Regions from separate parts of the Mus musculus genome. Here regions 2 and 3 are each linked to region 1. The links are chromatin contacts, called in public promoter capture Hi-C maps. All regions are on one chromosome and are shown on one strand. The core of a region is the stretch at or near the end of the contact, and the rest is flanking DNA. Distances in the headings are between cores, read along the strand shown.

Region 1 (3,687 bases), core at 556-3,055:
GCTTCCGACTCTCAAAAATTAGCTTTATCGTGTCTCTGCATAATGAATTGGGGGGGGGGCACACACAGGCCGTGGTGTACAACTCTGTCCAGCCAGTTTTCAATCCTCCTATCTTTAGGTTGATTCCCAAGATTGTTCCCGTGTTTGTGTGGCAACACCTTAGCTTCCAAATCATCCCCCCAGCTTAACATACTCTTTAAACTTCATTTTTTTGTGTTTTGTTTTGTTTTTTTAAAGACAAGGTTTCTCTGTGTAGCCCTGGCTGTCCTGGAACTCACTCTGTAGACCAGGCTGGCCTCGAACTCAGAAATCCACCTGCCTCTGCCTCCCAAGTGCTGGGATTAAAGGCATGCGCCACCACCGCCTGGCTAAACTTCATTTTAAAAATTATTGTATGTGTATAGGAGTTTTGCTTGGCACATATGTATGTCTGTGTACCACATGTGTGCAGTGCCCACAGAACCCAGAAGAAGACTAAAGGTCTGGAACTGGAGTTATAGACTGCTGGGAACTGCCATGTAGATGCTGAAAATCAAAGCCAGGTCCTCTGGAAGAGCAGCCAGTGTTCTTAACAACCAACCCACCTCTCTAGACCCTAACATACTTTTAGTATGGAAATGTCTGTTACTTCTACAAAGAGGACGTGGGCCCTACCTGGGTCGGGGAAACCCGTCTTGTGAATCCAGAGTCTTTATTCTCGGGCTCTACATTGCCTCTAAATGCATCTGTCCTCATCTTCACACAAACTAGACCTGAAGTCTTGCGCTCCCTTCTACATGTTCCTCCCAATTTCCTCATGTCAGGTAACAGCCTGTCAGCTATCCACCTAAACCAGGCAGAAACTTGGAAATCAACTTTGATCTCATTCCCTAACATGTACCCACCCCAACTTAGGATACTTTTTTTTCAAAATAGTTCTCAGATGTTCCTCAAAGTGCATTATCTACCCACTTTTTTTTTTAAAGCCTTTTTCACCCAAAGCCACAATCACCGGTCTCCTAGAAGACTACAAAAGGTCACTCACTACTTTCTCCGTTTCCTTATTTTTAAAATTTGTTTGAGACAACGTATTGTTATGTTGCCCAGTCCAGCCTTGAAATGACCTAGTCTCTTCCCTCAATCTCCGGGGTGTCTCCATTATTTATGTCTAAAATTTAACAATACACACAACACAGCTTTAAAATTCCTGTTTCACAGGTGTCTCCAGAGACAAATGCTCGTCGCTGTATAGTTCCTTCCAGAGTCGCAGTCTTCTTAGGTGTTAACTTGGCTGTTCAATGTATCCTACTAAAAATCAAGAACTCCTCAGGCTGCAGAGGGTGGTGGTGTGGAGCAGTGTTCCTGCCCCCTCAACCGCGGACAGAAGGAATCCCTTGGCACTTTTAGCCTGAGTTCCATCCCGCCATACAGTTTGCATAGCTCATGGCTGTCTTCACAACCCCTCTCCCTAACATCACACTAGTCGTTCTCTATGCAGCACTAGTCCCCATCCTTCACCGCTCTCAAGATTTGGGAATTACAAATTCATGGGTGAGTTTTTGAAGGGCCCCCCCGGGAGGAAGAAGAACGTTACGCAAACCAGAAAATCCCAGCAAAGCCTCAAGCTTAGTGGAGGAGATCACTATTCCCAGAAGCCCCTTCACCGTGGATTGGGTCGTCTCTCCACCCAAGACCCTTCGCGCGAGAAGACCGAGCATGCGCGAAGAGGTGTGCGCATGTGCAAAAAGACTACCGGGGTGGGGGGGCCGGACTGCACCTCCCAACAGGCTGCGGGGGGAGTGCGTCACTCCGCGTGACGAGCAGCTTCCGGCGTGGAGGGGCGGGGTTGCGCGCGCGGCTGAAGCAGCTGCTGGACCTGGGAGGGGAGCGGCCCTAGGGCCGCTAGGCGCTACCCGCGATGGAGGCCGTGCCCCGGATGCCCATGATCTGGCTGGACCTGAAGGAGGCCGGTGACTTTCACTTCCAGTCTGCGGTGAAGAAGGTGAGCACACCTTCGCCGCGCATCTCCGTCGTCTGCCCGCGCGTGACGCCCCCCCTGCGCGCCTGTCCCTCCCCGGGTTCCGTCACAGGTCGGGCCAGGCGTTTTCCCTTAGGATGGCCCACCCCTCCCCGGCCGGCACATCATCGTTTTCTCCGACTGGCAGTGCATCATTATGGGGACCCTCTTCCGGACTTCTGTCCCAGACCACCCGCGTTTCTACCGAGGTTCAGCGCTTCCTTGCGATGACGCTCCTGGACCCAGCTCTGCCCTGTTCCTCCATGTCCAGGGAGCCCCCGCGGGGAGCGATGGCGGTCCAGGGTCTACGGAGTCCATGCTAGGCCCGGGCCTTGGTGGCCTCCCAGTTCAAGACTGGACTAGGAAAGAATGTGTGTTTAAGACCGGAGCCCGAGTGGTCCATAGGAATGTCTGGCTCTTAGAGTGTGTGACTGAGTGTGTGTCTGTGTGCAGTTGGATGTCTGACCCTCCAATTCTCTATGGTCTCCTGACAAAATTTCTGTTCCAAAGTTCCTTTGAACCAAAAAGACAGTTTCTTGTTGATGATTAGAGGGCTTGAATCACGCTAGGGCTCTTGGCATCCTATGAGTCATTGTGCTGGCTAGAGCAGTCGTTTGGAGCTCACTGAGGCAAGGGGTTTCCGTGGTGAGATCAGGTGTGGTGATGTGGAACTGGGTAACCTCCGAGAGGGCCGTAGCAGCAGTGGGCAGGTGGGGAGCTGGGAGGAGTCTTGGGGATTTAGCACAGCAGCGGTTGGAGTAGACAGTCTAGAATCCTTTACCACTCCGTGGTATTTAGGGAAAGGAGGAGAAAGAAAATGGGTTTGGAAGTAGTTTCCGATGGACTTGCCTCCTGGATTCTCTTCATATCACCACTTCCTCTGATCAGGCCCTACTTGCTTGAGGATAGGGTGAGGTGCATTCAGGTGCCGGGTGTGTGGATGTGGTGGTGGTCCAAGCTGTGAGTATCAGACCCAGACAGAGCCTGGCACAAGAAGCTAGGCAGGTGCTCTTCCACAGAGATATATGCCCCCAGCCCAGACTCCTTTCCCCACCTGTAAGACCAGCGTAGTAAGCCAATTGATCTAAATTTACAGACTTTTGTTAATTCTTTACCATCTTCTCTTTTTTTGTTTGTTTGTTTGTTTGGCTGTCCTGGAACTCACTTTGTTTGAGGCCTCTCAGAGATCCGCCTGCCTCTGCCTCCCAAGTGCTGGGATTAAAGGCGTACACCACCACCGCCCACCACCTGGCTACCATCTTCTGTTTAATATTATGAGGTGAATTTTTCTAAAATGTATCAAAATTGAGGAAGATAAAGACATAGTATATTGGGCCCTGGTTATACAGAGTCTTACAGAGTAAAGCCAGTATTTTTAGTTTCCCATTCAGGATTCTCTCTGACATAGCCTAATTCTTTGATCTTTTGTCTCACTCCTGTTGTAATATGTTATATGTTTGATCTGTGTTTCTGTGATTTAGGTATTCTACATTCTGTTCATAATTATTACTTCTTCTTTCCTTAATAGGCTTTTCTCCATGTTGTACTTTTGATTGTGGAAATTATATTACCTCAGTGGTTGCTACCTCAGAACTGTTAATTTTGCTAGCTAGGAATCTTAGTGTAAATATCTGATATGCAGGCTATCTGATCTGCTACCCCAAAGGAGCTGAGGCCTACATGTTGAGAAT
Region 2 (3,687 bases), core at 699-3,198, 2.1 Mb after region 1:
GCTGGGATTTGAACTAATGACCTTTGGAAGAGCATTCAGTGCTCTTACCTGCTGAGCCATCACACCAGCCCTTACTTATTTATTTTCGAGACAGAATTTCTCTGTATAACCTTGTGTACTCATTCTATAGACCGGGTTGGCCTCAAACTCAGAATCAGAGATCCACTTGCCTCTGCCTCCCGAGTTCTGGAATCAGAGGAGTAAGCTACCACCACCCAGCTTTTTTAATATAGTTTTTTAAAGTTTTATTCATTTCAAATGAGTATACTGTAGCTGTCCTCAGACACACCGGAAGAGGGCATCAGATCCCATTACAGATGGTTGTGAGCCACCATGTGGTTGCCGGGAACTGAATTCAGGACCTCTGGAAGAGCAGTCAGTGCTCTTAACCGCTGAGCTATCTCTCCAGCCCTATATCTTATGTTTTTATTGTGCTTGGAGTTGGTTCTTTCTTTTCACCATGTGGGTTGTGGGGACCCAACTTAAGTCATCAGTAATGTCTTTACTGTCTAAGTAATCTCTGAAGCCCTTGATTAGTTTTTGAGACAAGGTATCACTCTATAGCCCAAACTGGCCTGGAGACTCATTATGCGACCTTGACTGGCCTTCAATTTACAGCAATCCTTAAGTCGCAGCTTTATGAGTGTAAAGATTACAGACGGCAGCAACCATGGCCAGCTCATTCTCAGCCTTTCTAAAATGGTACAGTCTTAAAGTCAGAATCTGAGAAGCCATTAACTCTTCAGTTTATTAACATCCAAGGGATGGCCTGCTCTTGCTCTCCTGGATTTTAGTTCCTCTTCCTTTTCTAGGCTCTATGAGTTAGTCACGTAAGAATTGAGAAATTGCAAACAGGTATTTGAGGTAGGGCATTTCTTCCTGAAAATTTTTTCTCCTAGACTCTTCTGAAGAGAACTGCCCGTCCTTTAGGCAGGAATCCCAGGCTGAGTAGCCGCCGGGTCTGTATTCAGAATGAGTTTACTGATAACAGCTTGTGTCTGAAACTCCAGCCTGGCCCTAGGCCAAAGAGGAATGGATTCCTTCTAGCAGTGTGGGGTCAGTTAGGAAGGGAGCAGAGCCTACCACAGTTCTGATTTCCACAGGTATTATGCACTGTCAGGTTTAGTAACTTGTTAAATCTCCAGTCTCTGGAGTTTGGGCCCTCTGGTGAGCCCAGGAGAGTTAAGAACTACTTTAGGACCCTCCATAAATGGGGGAGGCCAGATTCTAGCAGTAACCACCCATCTAAAGAATGTGGGCCACCGGGGGGTGAGTGACCTGTGCTAGCGGGTCAGAGCTATTTTGAGCTCCAGAGGAGGCATTGGATTTTAGCTTTCCAAGGAGGGGGAGGGGAAGCCTGTTGTATGGCCAGCACTAAAGAAATGGGTTACCTTCCTGCCCACCCACCCGGATCTGGCCTTAGTTTCTCCATCCATATTAAGGAGAGGGTAACAAGGCCTCTCTTCCTTTGCAATTGGGAGGGCGCTTCCTGAGTGTTTGAATGGTTTAGATACCGCTTGCGTTTTGCTCGAAGGAAATTAGGGGGCAGCTGTGTGGTGGCTTGTTGTGGCCGGACCGGTTCGCCGGCCTGTCCATACCTCGATTTATTCTTCGGGAGAAGTTGGGAAAGGTGCCCCTCCCCCACCCCAGCTAGCAAGCGCTCCCAGCTACCCGGACTGGCTAAGGCGTGTCCCGGGACCCACTTGGTCGACTTCGGGGGCGGGGCCTCTACGTCGGGGCGTGGCTTTTGGGGCGGGGGCGTGACAGGCCAATGGGCAGAGAGGTGCGGGACGGGGCGGGGCCTGTGCGCGGGTGCGGCGCGCTGCGGGGCTAGCGACGCAGGCAGAAGCGGGCCGCGCGCTGAAGGCTAGTCGGCGCCGCTCCGAGTCGGCCGTGGGATTGGCTGCGGCACTCGCGTGTCAGGCGGTTGCTAGGCTCCGGCCGCGCGCCCCGCCCTCGCGCTCGGCGCCCTCTCACCGCTCGGTACGTGATCGCGCGGAGGCTGCGGCGCGGCGCTCGCGCTCCTGGGGCTCGGGGGCGGCAGCGGCGGTAGCTTCGCGCGGAGTCCCCGGGGAGTGGCGGCGGTGTCCCTGGGCCCGGAGGAGCGAACACCTGCCGCGGCCTGCCCGTGGTGCTGGGTGAGTGCGCCTCCCGCCTCTGCCTCCCGGTGCCTGCCTGCTGGGGCCGGGATCCCCGCTGCAGCCGACCGAGCCTTCCGCGGAACACCTGCTGCTGCTCCCTTTCGGCCCGGGGCGGGGACACGGCCACGGACGTCCTTGCGGGTGAGGAGGCGGCGCCGCCGCCGTCCGTGCGGAGCCGCCCCTCGGCTCTCCGTCCGGTAGCTGAAGGCTGAGGCCGGAGCTGCGCGCCGCGGCGACGGGCCAGGCCTCGGCCCCGGCCCGCGCTCCCGGGAACGCGGGGCCTGTGCATCGGCCGCGGGCGTGTGCGGCCTGCGGGCTGCCTCCGGGTTGCCAGTGGGGGTCGCGGCCCAGTTAGGAGGCATCTCTACTGTGGGGCTCCTGCCAGAGGCTGGGAAGGGCGCCGCCCCCGCCTCTTGCTTTGAGCTGCTCCGAGTCTTGGGGTTCTTTCCTCCCCCTCGGTTGCGCTTCTGTGGGAGACTCCTTTACTACCTTTGCAGTGGGTATTTGGGAAATCAGGTTCACTTGCGAGTATATTTGGAAAATGTTCCCAGAGGGAACACCATGTTGACTCAGAGTCCTTTGCTATAACTCCCAAGTTCATTTATTGACAAACTCAACGGGCAATTAAAAACACACCTCTTAATCTCTACAATTTGAGAAGCTTTTGTTAAGTTGAATTACATCAAGATTAGTTTTCGTGGTGATGACGAAGTTTTGACTGGTCCGCCTAGTCTGGGACAGTACCTTTATAGCCTAGAGGTCTAACTTGAGAGTCCAGCCTGCTGTTTCCCTAAATAAGCGAGTAGAAGTAGTTCTTGGCGTGGAAGCCAGACTCGTGAAGTGAGGGTGGTGTTTATAGAACATAACTCCAGCTAGAGTTGGGTGTGCTTCCAGATGTTTTGGAATCTGATGGAGATGGGGTGTTGCAATCATATTAGTATATATTGTGCTTAATGAGCAAGAGACATACTTTCAGAATGTTCTAGTTTAGAAAAAGAATTCCACGGTAACGGGTTGTACAGATCGATGGTTTAAATATGGAGAATTGAAGTTCTTTTTGCCTTGAAGTCAAGGACATGGTCAGCGTGCTTAAAGGACATAGGGGCTATTGGAGAAATCAGATCTCACTAGGGAGTTAGTTGCAAGGCGTGTGGGATCCTGTGTGAAGGTAGGAGTAAGTAGCACTATGCAGGCAGCACCGGGTGGGAATGTGCAAGCATTGTTGATATGTACCTCTGTTGAAATTGTCACCGGACAAGTCCTCATCATTCTAAAAAACCTGATTTGACAAGATGCATTCATTTAGTAAATGTTTGACTTTACTCCCTGGGGACTTCTGGGTAGGACTTGGGGGCCCATGTAATACATCTTGCTTTGTCCTTAACTGATTTTGGGTTCAGTGAATGAGAATCAGAACCCATGACGAGAATATGCTTGCTTGCATGGTAGCCTGAAGAGAGCCTTCCTGAGCCGTGCGTGGCCTTCAGGGCCAGCAGGAATTAGCTGGGGGACATAAAGGCTTGTACACCCGGAACCACATGTACAT
Region 3 (3,687 bases), core at 525-3,024, 2.1 Mb after region 1:
CAGGACACACACCCCCCACCCCTCCTGCCACACACTCTACACCTGCCTTCCACCTTTTCCGTCGGAATCTCACAACACCCAGCATAAATTAAGGCACTGAGTAGCAGTGTGGGTTCATGCAGCAAAGAGAAGCTGGTAACACTGTGCAAGGCTGTTGCAGCTGTGCAAAACAGACTTCTGTGGGCAAAGATCTAGATTTCTAGAGTCTTGTGTGAACAGGGGCACACAGTCACTTCCTCATCCACCAAAAACTCAGAAAGGAGAAGTTCACGTTTGGGGTTAGGGTGGCCTTAACCGTTAGGCAGTCTGCCCTTGTCTACTGGCTTCCTCCTTCTGGAGTATGGCCTCTGCTGTAACGGCGACTCAAGACTGACCTTAACCATGTCCTGGGACAGGGAGAAAGAAAAGCATAAGGGGCGGGGAAAGGGACGTTTAGGCTCTGGGATTGAGTTCCTTATCCCTGACTATGAGGCTATCCAAAAGGTGACAATGACACAGGACACACAAACAATTCTGATATTCAGCACTTTATTCTTAGTAGTGAAACCACCTTTCATTAGGTGGAAAGGCATCGGGAATGGATGGGACCAGCGCCCATCTGAGGGGATTTTCCTGGAAATCAGGTGTTTCTCCGTGCAAATTTAGAGGAAACACCATCATGGAAGAACCGCCCCCCAGAGTGCAGCCAGTAATCACCAAGCCAATGCCAGGGCCGCCTTAGGAGTTGCCAGACTGCTGGGACAGCAGGGTTTCTATGTCAGGTTCGATGTCGATGGTACGAAAGCGGCGGCTGTACCTGCGCACGGGAACACCGTCGGGGCCCACCAGGAACTTCTCAAAGTTCCAGGCAATGTCGTTGCGGCACACCGGAGACCAAATGATGTACTTGGGGTCGGTCATGAGCGCAGTGGGGTCGTCACTGGGTGTTGGCAAGGCATTCCGCAGGAAGGTAAAGAGCGGGTGAGCCTTCTCACCATTCACTTCGCACTTCTCAAACAATGTAAAATTGGGCTCGAACCCGCCACCAGGTCGGACGTACTTGAGGGAATTCAGAATCTCTTCATTCTTGCCATTCTCCTAGGGAAGACAAAGGCATTTATTTATGTGCTAGGATTTCGGAAAGAATGTGCTTTTTAACTGCAAAACAGAGGTTTCCCGATGAGTCACCAGGAAGTTGCCCTCCTTGTATAACCGAGGATAGGCCTGCATTCCAGCTGTAGTACCAGAGGAGAAAGTAAGCGGTGTCCCGCCCGTGGGAGCCTAGAGCCCAAGGCCACCCATCTCGCCCCATATACCTGGTGTCCGAACTGATTGCACGGGAAACCGAGCACCACCAGTCCACGAGGTCCCAGACGCTTCTGCAGATCGTTCATCTCGGTGTAGTCCCGGATCGTGGTGCCTCAGAGAGACGCGACATTCTCAATGAGCAGCACCTTGCCCCGCAGGGAGCCCAGGCTCACAGGCTCCCCGCCCGTCAGCGGGCGCGCGGAGAAGGCATACACGGTGGACTGTGCCGCCGCGGAGAGCCGAGCAGCACACATACTGGAGATGTTGGGACTCAAACGTGGAATCCGTACTAGCGCTCACAGGGCCCTGCACCTCCTTTTAACTGGATGGTGCTGAGATCACGTGGCATCGCTTTCTTTCCGGCTGGCAGCCAGCTCTAAGTCTCAGGGTCCCGCCTTATCCGGCCTCTACCCTCCCCCCATCGAGGAACAGGGAAGAGGGTGCGGCCGGGCTAAAGCGCCTGGAGGTGCCTAGGGCGGGTCTGGTCTAGCTCCTGTAGCACTAGTCTGGAAGGAAGCTGCTTGCTTAGGCGGGGATCTTCCAGCTCTGTCTTACTCAACCGTTTCTTAATTAGTCTAGAGTCCCGCCTAGGAAGATGGCCTCTGGCAATAACAACGGCTAAAGCAGCTCACGCACAGCTCCCTTATATTGTGTAACTTTACCCACACGTTTCTAGTCATAAGGTTATAGGGTTTTAAAAACATAAGTTTAATTACACTTATTGTTTAATTAAATCGAAGGAGCATGCATGTTGAGGTCAGAGTTGGTTCTCTCCTTCCACTCGGTGATAATTTGGGAATTGAACTCAAGAGGAGCTGCGTCGCATCAGGTGGCCAGTGTTTTGTTTCTGAGACAAGGTCTCTACAGAGCCCTGGCTCGCCTGGAACTCCAAGTGCATGTTTTCGTTTTGTTTTGTCTTGGGGGGTGTCTCCATCTCATCAGTGTTTCTGTATGCAGTCTTGGCTGTACTAAGGCTTGTTCAGTAGCCCAGGCAGGCCTAGAACTCAAGAGATTTACCTGTCTCTTTGCTTTCATCCCGAGTGCTGGTACTAAAGGCTTGTACCACCCATGCCTGACTTTTTTTTAGTAGCACTAACAGCGCTATCAAAGGCAATTTCTTTTGGTTGTTTTTGTAAGGGTGGACAGCAGTGCAGGACTCCCTGCTCCAGACTCTAACCTAGCTCCTCTCAGAACACGTGCTTCTAGTGGTCCTAGATTCCTGCCCCCAGTGCAGTTTGGTCTTAGTCCAGAAAACCCAGCCCCTCATGTCCCCTCTATGACATTCCACTCCACTTTTTTTTTTTTTTTTTTTTTTTGTCTTTTTTAGACAGGGTTTCTCTGTATATCCCTGGCTGTCCTGGAACTCACATTGTAGACCAGGCTGGCCTCGAACTCAGAAATCCACCTGCCTCTGCCTCCCGAGTGCTGGGATGAAAGGCCTGCGCCACCACACCCGGCTTCCACTCCACTTTTTAGATTTGAACGTGTCACAGGGAAACCACTTCCATGTTCTTGGGAGGAGACAAAAGGTTAGTCTAGAAGAGGGAGGGAGTAGGAGGAGCTGGTGCCATTCAAGAAGCCTCTCCAGGGGAGTCTTTCCGGCGAAAGCAACACACAAGAGAATACAGGAAATTTAGAAAACTGCCTTTATTCTATTAGTTGGAAAAATTAACTGGTACAGAAAAATGTTTAGTCAGCTGGAGAGAAGAGACCCCCCCACCCCCACCCACTGCCACCCATAAGAACTGGTGGCTCCTCTGGGAGGCAACTTGGATACAGTGTGGAGAAAGGAGCACTGTGACTTAGAGCCAGACCCTGCAGTCCAGGTGAGAAAGGCTATGCCACCTCCAAAGTATAACTGCCTCAGGCGGGAAACCAAATTCCTACTTAGTCCAGTCTGGAAAGGGGTACTAGAATGATATATAGGGCTGAATAAGGGATATGGCCATATTTTATCAGAGAAAGTGACAAAATGGGAATTTTAAAAATGAATTCTTCCATCTGACTTTATTTCCAAATACACTTTCTTAAAAAAAAAAAAAAAAAAGAAAAAAAGAAAGAAAGAAAGAAAAAGAAAAGAAGCAATACACTTTCTGTGGGAATGACAAATATCAGTATTAGGAAATCCAATTATACAAAAAATACTACATCTAGTCTGGGGTAGATATATTTATTTTTTGGTAACATACATTAAGTGGCACTAATTACACAGTAACTATAAGGTAACTAACATGAGACCACAGAACTGTAACTCTGCAACAGCTGCGTGGACTTGGGCCTTTCTGGCTGAGCAAGATTTCAAAAAACTGAATACCCACCCCAGAGCTCTGGCAATGGAGTCTGTTAACAAGGAAAGCTCTGAAGTAGTGACTCACCAGAGTTCTTGCAGTTGACAGAAAG

What was found. Promoter capture Hi-C pulls out the DNA fragments that hold promoters and counts their contacts.
Region 2: a promoter capture Hi-C map of pre-B cells shows a contact between it and region 1, with 2.1 times the contacts expected there. The contact joins the promoter of Dag1 here to the promoter of Ptpn23 in region 1. A contact is called at or near these places in 3 of 39 promoter capture datasets (hippocampal neurons, liver and pre-B cells).
Region 3: a contact with region 1 is called in a promoter capture Hi-C map of neutrophils, with 5 times the contacts expected there. The contact joins the promoter of Gpx1 here to the promoter of Ptpn23 in region 1. A contact is called at or near these places in 2 of 39 promoter capture datasets (neutrophils and pre-B cells).

Annotation. Positions count from the first base shown.
Region 1 is chr9:110,406,328-110,410,014 of GRCm38.p6, reverse strand. Ptpn23 (protein tyrosine phosphatase, non-receptor type 23) reads left to right here and starts at 1,805. Exons shown (of 25, transcript NM_001081043.1): 1 at 1,805-1,981. The coding sequence starts at 1,898.
Region 2 is chr9:108,262,076-108,265,762 of GRCm38.p6, reverse strand. It overlaps Dag1 (dystroglycan 1), which reads left to right and starts at 1,948. Exons shown (of 4, transcript NM_001276482.1): 1 at 1,948-2,138.
Region 3 is chr9:108,337,167-108,340,853 of GRCm38.p6, reverse strand. Gpx1 (glutathione peroxidase 1) reads right to left here and starts at 1,774. Exons shown (of 2, transcript NM_008160.6): 1 at 1,296-1,774; 2 at 512-1,077. The coding sequence starts at 1,541. The coding sequence ends at 718. Rhoa (ras homolog family member A) reads right to left here. Exons shown (of 6, transcript NM_016802.5): 6 at 2,911-3,687.